Regions from separate parts of the Pan troglodytes genome. Here region 2 is linked to region 1. Evidence: chromatin contacts called from public HiChIP or PLAC-seq data. All regions are on one chromosome and are shown on one strand. The core of a region is the stretch at or near the end of the contact, and the rest is flanking DNA. Distances in the headings are between cores, read along the strand shown.

Region 1 (3,922 bases), core at 583-3,082:
GAATCGCTTGAACCCGGGAGGCAGAGGCTTCAGTGAGCCGAGACTGCACCGCTGAATTCCAGCCTGGGCTACAGAGTGAGACTCTGGCTCAAAAAAATAATAATAATAAATAAAAAATAAATTTTATAAGGAAAAATATCCCTAGTATATTTTTCCCCACCAAGGTCTACTTATTAATATCTCATATAACTCTGTGCTTGAAACACAATTTGGGATATATTGCCTTAAAATTTACTTTGACTAGCAATTCAGTGTTCCTTTTTTAAAAAAATCTGTACTCTGGAGTAACAGTGTTCTAAAACTGTTGAAGAACATTGCTTCGAGAAAAACATTTAGAAACACAAACCCCTGGAATGTGAGATGAAAACCCGAGCTAAAGGGAGAAAAAGGACGAAAGAAAGAAAACACAGAAAAGAAAAAAATACAGTCAAGTGAAACTACGACCACAAAGAGGAACAGATCCATCTCATTTACCATTGGGGTATGGACGGACGTGCGGTGTTCGAGAAGACTGTTGTTATTGGTCAGAGTTTTGCTCTAGAGGACAAGTAGGACTGTAACATCTCTAGGATGGGTCACTTCCCAAGCCCTCTATTACTTAAAAATTCAAGGAGGAACCGATGCTGGAGTACTTGTATCTCAGACTTCTAATCACTGCTCCTACGCTTTTCCAATATTACAACAAAAGACCAGTAGGGGGAGAAAAACGCACAGTACCGAACCTTTATCAGTAGTAATCTCAAAAGTCAACAGATTGATTTACTCTCAAGCAAACAGACTTCTAAGGTACGCAGCACCAAGACACTACCTTGAATCAAATCTATAGACTATATGACATTTCTGAAGTCTCTGTTGGCATTACGCGAAAAATCCCCCACGTCTTCTGAATAGTTAGAATTGAATCCTACAAGCTGCTTCGAATCAGAATTCGATTTAAAAAAAAATGAGGGCATAGCAAAAGGTCTCCACGAAGTGAGTCAAAGGACTGCAGAGGGCTGTGACAGTGCATTCCGCCTTCGGGATGGTATACAACTTAAACCGTGTCGGCAGAAGAACGCACAGCAACGCTTTGTAAAAAGCATTCTTTCTATTATAGAATCCATAACCACGCTGGTTAGCCACTGACAGCGGCGGTTAGCCACCGCACCTCCTCTCACCCCCGAACTAATCTCGTTTCCTCTATGGGTGTAAAAGTGAAATAACCCACTTGCTCCCAATATTCCTTTCTATATCTCTACCCCAGCTCGCCTGCTGCTCGTAGAAACAAATATACTACATGTACGCTGTCCTAGGATGACACAACACCCTCACTACTGCAGAAGACGGATCATTAAACAAACGTCAGAAGAGCAGCCCCAACTGTACATAAACTTCGGGCGGAAAAGCAAGACGCAGGCGCAGTAGCACATATTGTTACCCTATTTGCCCACTCCCTGCTCCTCCTCGCCTCAATTTCACTTCCGCTTCTTTGCGCATCTGCTTCCGGGGGATTGTAGGCTCTGCCCCTCCTCAGCTCTTACCCTCCTCTGCCGGAGGAGGGGGGGGGGCGAGGGGGTGGGGAAGAGTTCGTTGTTTGTTTACACGATGTGAGCGGAAAAAGAGACCAATAAAGTTTATTCTGGAAACAAAAGGAAAAAAAACAGGGGCGACGGAGAAAGGAGTCGGGGGCGGGGGCGTGTGGCGGGGGCTAGCGAGGAGAAGGAGCGAGAAGTAGAAAGCGGCAGTTCCGGTGCCGCCGCTGCGGCCGCTGAGGTGTCGGGCTGCTGCTGCCGCGGCCGCTGGGACTGGGGCTGGGGCCGCCGGCGAGGCAGGGCTCGGGCCCGGCCGGGCAGCTCCGGAGCGGCGGGGGAGAGGGGCCGGGAGGCGGGGGCCGTGCCGCCCGCTCTCCTCTCCCTCGGCGCCGCCGCCGCCGCCCGCGGGGCTGGCACCCGATGCGGTTAGAGCCGCGGAGCCTGGAAGAGCCCCGAGCGTGAGTAGAGCGCGGACTGGCCGGGAGCGGGTGCGGTGGGAATGGGGACCGGGTGGGTGCCGGAGACTCCCGGGCGCGCCCGCCGTGTTGGGCGGGGGCTACGGGCTGGTCGTCTCCCAGCGTCGGCCCGCGGCGGAGTTCGCCTGCGATCGCCGCTCCCTCTCCCTCGCCTGCCTCTGGCCTCTCCCAGCTGCAGAGGCGAGGGCTCGCCGCTCCCTCTCCTTTCTCTCTGGCTGCCGCCTCGCTCTTCCTTTGCTTCTACTCCCAGTTTTGGGGACGGGGCGGCTGGAGGTTGAGGAAGTGCGCCCAGGGCCGCCGCCCCGGCCGCGGTGGCTCCGTCTCCCGCGCCCTGCACGCCCACCCAGCCCGCGGGTGGAGGGGCTGCCGCGAGGACCGCGGCTCAAGGGACGCGGGCGCGAAACCGCGAGCTTTTCCTGAGGGGCTGTCACGCCCGAGGACTCCGGCCCCGCCAGCCTGGCGGCCCTGCGTTTGCCTCTTACTGGGTTTAAATCGCCCGGCAGGGGTATGGAAGGAACACCGCTCCCCTCACCCCCGCCAGCTCCCCTCCCACCCTTCCTTTCGAGGTTGTTTTTTCCTTTTAGCTGAGACAAACGCTTAGATCTTTCATTCATAGACCTGAGACACTGACTCATGTGACTTGTCTCTTTACTAAGTGTATTATGTGATGCCTGTTCCATGGCTCCTAAGTGGCTCGGAAAGGTAGGGTAGGGCCCGGGATTGGGCTATGTAAACACCAGACGTTCAGCCGGCGTGTTTTTGACCTCGGCTCGAGGGGGTTATTTTAGGATGCTAAAGGAATAGTGATGGTGGCCAACCATGTTACCAGACTTGGGAATCGAAAGCTATTTTTTTTATGTCAATAATTGAGACTGTTTACATGGTTAAATAAAGGATAGGGTAAAGGGAGCGCAACAAGAGGGGCTTTCTAGAAAACAGTCTGCATATTCTTTAATGAATTAGAGTTGTGATTTCATCTTGGTGAAGCTTCCTCATTCCAGCACTGCGCCTTTGTGCACATGCAGGACCTGGGTTTTCGGAACGATGTTTTGAATCATAGTTTGTGTGGCCGGGGAGAACCCCTTAGAATACTTGGGTAGGTAAATTCCAGGTTATCTCAGGGGATTATTTCTACTGCGACTTTTGAACCACTGAGGGCAATATTGGTCATATGTTATCCTGCTTAGAAATTGAATTTTTCTGAGTATTTGCTTACATTGTACTGTACAAAATTTGTTTATGTGCTGGATTGCGTGTTTTAAGAAAACTTCTGGAAAATACTCAAAATACCGTGTTGCTAAGTTAGTTTGGATAAATCAAAACACTTTGCTTTCAAAGCAACTACAGTCTTAACAATTTAACGTGTCTTTGTATTCAGGTTTTAAGTTTTTGGTTTTTTTTTTTTTTTTCTTTTAACTGAAGCACTGAGGTCCGGTTGACAGCATAGATCTCCATCTAAACATCACATGTTCTGGAAAATTTTAATTATCAGATTAACTGTTCTGCAGTGTCATCAGCCAAAATTATCTGAAGAGGACTGTGTGTTTACGTGTGTGTGTGTGTGTGTGTGTTGGTATTTTGCTTAAGTTTTTTCATCTCACATTTTGGGACAAAATAAAACTTCATAGCTTTTTTCAAAAGTTTCTTGTGCTTTTTCAAACGAGTACTTTCCTATTAAAATCACAAAATAGTTTATTTTAAAATGATAGCATATCGTAATAATAGCATCATGGGGGAAATAACAAGAAAGTAAAGGAATATTAATATTGCATGATTGTGCGTATAAAGTTTTAAAGACATTCCTGTCAGTTTTAAATAATTAAAAATGAAACACCTGTAAATATAGAAGAGTGTTTTTATTTAAGGTTAAAAAAATTTTAACTAAATTGGTTATAGCATTAAAGAGATGTTACTAAATACAAATATTGTACTTAA
Region 2 (4,126 bases), core at 1,515-4,014, 300 kb after region 1:
TAACTGACAAACTGAAGGTGCAGGAGAGAGTATGATAAATTGCAGAGGGAAATATCCATCAAAATATCCTCTAGTTTAATTTGAGGGATATCAAAGGGTTCTCATATCCCAAAATTGACGGCAATCCTGTTTGTAACCTTCCAAATTAGTTATAACTCTATCTCTAGAGAACCCACATTAAAATGGAGTTATTGTTTTATCAAGATAATTAAGCCATCACTACCTATTAATATCAATAGGATACACTGTGCCCTGGCAAAAGGGAGGTTTTGAACTTGGAACAAGACATTTAACTAGGAGTAGAGTGGTGAGAAGAGAATGGCTGATCTGAGAAGCTGTATAAAAACATGGGACAGACAATAATGATCATGCTGGAAAAACAAACATGCTTCTGGCATGTCTTGGATATTTTACACACATGCTAATGAGTAATTGAGGGTCACTCCTCATGCCCTCGAACTAAGTTAATATGGCTCAGGGGAAAGAACATGGACTTTGGAAACAGAGGGGTCTTGCTTTGAATCCCAGTTGAGTTACCTAACGCCTACATGACCACTGCCAAGTTACTTAAAACCTCACAGACAATTTCCTTACCTGTGGAAGTAGATAATGGTGTTACTGTGAGATATAAGTAGAATAACTTACAGCACTGCCCCAGCCCAGAAGAGATATTTTAATAAATAAGTCCATAACAGACGCAGATTAAAATAGTCAGCAAGGTAAAGAAACTGATGATACAGCCAGCTGACTTCAATAACATGCCTAAGAGAAATCACACCATCTCAGGCAGTATTTGGTAAGGGCAGAAGAATGTCCAACACTTAGTTCCAATTCTTAATTTTCAAATTGCCCCAGAGTCTATTTTTAAAGTGTAAAAGTATGTGCTGACATACTTACATGCCAATTGTTTAAAAGAAACAATTCTACAGGTTAACAAAGGCCAAAGACTCGGAATAACTTCCTAAATAATGTTTATGGGCCCACAAAGAGTTGAACCAACCTAAAATATCACAAGCTGTATCAATCAGTTTTATAAATGTATATACAGAGGGTTGACAACGTTCAATAAGATGATATTTTAAAAGTTTCTATTTCAGTTTCAAATTCATCTACAAACCAAAATGCAACATGGAAAATCTTAAAATGTCTTTAAGCCACATAATGAAATATACAGTAAATTTTCAGAGCCTAGGATCAGTAGTAAACCAAAAGCCCCACACTGAAGAGTATTAAAATGAACAATGGCAGAGACTCGAAGCACACAATGTTGAATGCACCTAATCAGCCGTCCTCCTCTCCGACTAGAAATAACTTCCCTCCCATCTTAAATTAAGTAGCGTGTGTTCTGTCTCTGTCCTAGAAGATGTACTTAATGGTCATAAACTCTGTTTGCAACACTGAGACGGACTCATAATAAAAGTTCTAATCAACAATTAAATTTTGAACGTTTTAAGAAAACTTCCCGCTAATCCACACGCCAAGCTACTTTGTCGGTGGCTGAGAGGGAGAAAGATGCATCCTTATCCTTTATGGAAAGAGAAAGGGAAGGAGTGGGAGAAAAGGGAACACAAGGAGACGCAAAATAACAAAGTATTGCTTGTATAAACAAATGAAAGCCTGGTTTCAAACTTTTGAAAATTCAATGTTCCCTTAGCGAATAGCAATACATATCAAAGTATATGGCAATCATCCGTGTTCTGAAGCAGAAAAAGGTGGAGAGAAAAGGAAAACACTTTTTATTGTACTGAACTCACAAGTATTCAAAATTCATCAATCCCCTCCCATCCTCAAACTCTGGACATTATATCATTTCCAAAATAAATCGGAAACAAAACCACTGGACTAATTTTGGACTCAGCGTAGAACTTTTATGAGTCTTCCCAGTACTCTCCACCCAACAGCCCTGCTGGGCAGTCCCGAATACCCGCTATTTTGGGGGCACGCACGGGTTCGTGCTCTGAGTTCCTGGAAGGAGGCCTCGGGGAGTGACGAGAAACCCGGGGGGTCTGCAGGACTTGGACCGCCGACCGTTCCTCGCTGCCCGGGGCGAGCGGTCTGGACCGCCCGGGAAGTGCCTGCGCCGGCGGTCGTGGGGCCAGTTCCCGCGCGGCAGCGGGGCGCGACACAGGCGCGCCCTCCCCGTCCCTCCCGGGCAGCGTCGGCCGCCCGAGCCCTCAGTCTCGGAGCCAGGGGAGACCCGCCCCGCCCCGCGCCGTCACCCGGGCCCCGTTCCTCAGGGGTGGCTCGCGGCGCCCCACGTCCCTGCGAGAAGCCCGGGATCGCTTTGCGGGGCGCACCGACGAGCCGCCGCTCGCGAGCTCGCCGCCTACCTGGAGGGAGCTCAGGCCCGCGTCGACCGCGCGCTGCCGGGGTCCGCTGGACGCTCAGCAGCCCCTGGAGCGCGAAGCCGGCGTGGAGAGCACAGCGCACCACCGAGACCAGAGCCGCCGGCCACACCCAGTCCCGCACCTCCCAGCAGCCAACTCCGCGGCGCGCCGGAGCCGGGGCGGGTACGTGGCTGGAGGCGCGAGGCGCGAGGCATGAGGCGCGCGGGCCCGGCGGGGACGTGCCGGGGACGCGCAGACCCTCGGAGCGCGCGCAGCCCGGGCGGGGGGCGAAGGGAGCGGGCGCCGCGCGCAGCTTCTGCTTCCTATTTTCTCTCTCGTTTCCTGCCAGAAGGAGAAGAAAAACATTCATTCCCGGGCGGTTTCGTTTTCTTGTTGGTGTGGCGCCGGGGCACGCTGCTAAGTAGCGCCCGTCTAAGTGGCGTGGCCAGTTTCCTTTCCGGCGGTGACAGGCGCCAGTTTGCTTGTTAGCAGGATCGAAGGGCAGAGCTAGAAGACCCCAAAGGTCCCATTTAGGTTTCCCATTCCGGAATTCTAAATGTCAGAAAGTAAACTGAAGCCCAGAGTTGCACAACCTTGCGTTGCAGTCCCCGCTCTTCCATCACTAGTTATAGGACCGTGTACCGTCTCGGGCCTAAGTTTCGTCATCGCCAAAATAAAGATACTGATACCTGCCTCATAAAGGTGCTAAGCATATTAAATGAAGTGATGTTTGCACGAAGCCTGCCTCCAAATAAATGGCCAATACTTGGAAGTTATTGTTCCTATTGTCATTGATAAAACTGGAAGGCCTTCCAGATATCCCTGCCAAGTCGCTCTTCTCCGCATGAGTTAAACACCACATGCATCTCAATCGAGTTTTTTTTTTTTTCCACATGTATCTGGGTGTTTTATGTTTAAAATGTCATAAAATAAATGCATCTATCCAGTTTGCTTCCTCTGAAGTCAGTACCGCCTGGGAGCATTTTTCCTCTCCCCACCCCCATTTTTCTTCTGAGTTAATTCCAGTTTGACAGACTGTTGCTATAGCATTCCTTCTCTGACGTCAAACAATTTAAAGAAACAGCCCTGGGTAGCGAAAACTGCAGAGGAGTTCTTTGTGGAGTTTCTGTGCCGGAGAAAGGTTCGAACAATATCATCAGATAACTTTAACACCCCCTCAGCCTTCCAATCCTCCTTCTGTAGCTGCTTCCCACTATCACCTGGAATAAATCTATTAGTCCCTTGAAAGAGGTGATGCCATGATAAACACACCCTGTTTGTGACTGTGGGGAAAATGTGACCGTTTTGTATAAAAGCCAGGCCATGACAAAAATAGAAGCAGCTGTTTCTATTTTCTTTATCCACAGATAAACTGTGGATAATTTTTCCCCCAAAATTTTCATTTTTACTAATATTAGGAGCATTTTTCCATTAAGAAGAAAGAAATGCCAAATATTCTGCATATCAAAGTGTCAGAAGAGCTCGTTGGGACATGAGTGTTTTGCATCTGTAACTATTTATGTTTTAATGATTAAATCCTGAGTTTTATCATTGTCGTTTTTAGGAGGAAGCAAAGGGAAATTGTTAAAGAGTGCCTATTACGGACCATGCTCTCTGCTTTCTTATACTGTACTTAATCCTCATAATTACCTTGAAGTGTGAATTTTATCCCCATTTTACAGATAAGCAAACTGATGCCCTGGTAAGATTAATTTATGAGAGTCACGAAGGTATTGGTAGAGCCCTGCATGACATCAGATTGGATCAACTCCAAAGCCCACATTCTTTCTTTTTTTTAT

The links. HiChIP or PLAC-seq counts read pairs in DNA pulled down with a chosen protein or histone mark.
Region 2: an H3K4me3 HiChIP or PLAC-seq map of stem cell-derived excitatory neurons shows a contact between it and region 1, with 4 times the contacts expected there. The contact joins the promoter of GNB4 here to the promoter of PIK3CA in region 1. A contact is called at or near these places in 1 of 7 Hi-C or Micro-C datasets (stem cell-derived neural progenitor cells) and 1 of 1 datasets of contacts at active chromatin or transcription factors (stem cell-derived excitatory neurons).

Annotation. Positions count from the first base shown.
Region 1 is chr2:182,328,460-182,332,381 of NHGRI_mPanTro3-v2.0_pri, forward strand. PIK3CA (phosphatidylinositol-4,5-bisphosphate 3-kinase catalytic subunit alpha) reads left to right here and starts at 1,833. Exons shown (of 21, transcript XM_024355822.3): 1 at 1,833-1,969. KCNMB3 (potassium calcium-activated channel subfamily M regulatory beta subunit 3) reads right to left here. Exons shown (of 6, transcript XR_010155875.1): 6 at 3,826-3,922.
Region 2 is chr2:182,626,584-182,630,709 of NHGRI_mPanTro3-v2.0_pri, forward strand. It overlaps GNB4 (G protein subunit beta 4), which reads right to left and starts at 2,765. Exons shown (of 10, transcript XM_001168001.7): 1 at 2,331-2,765.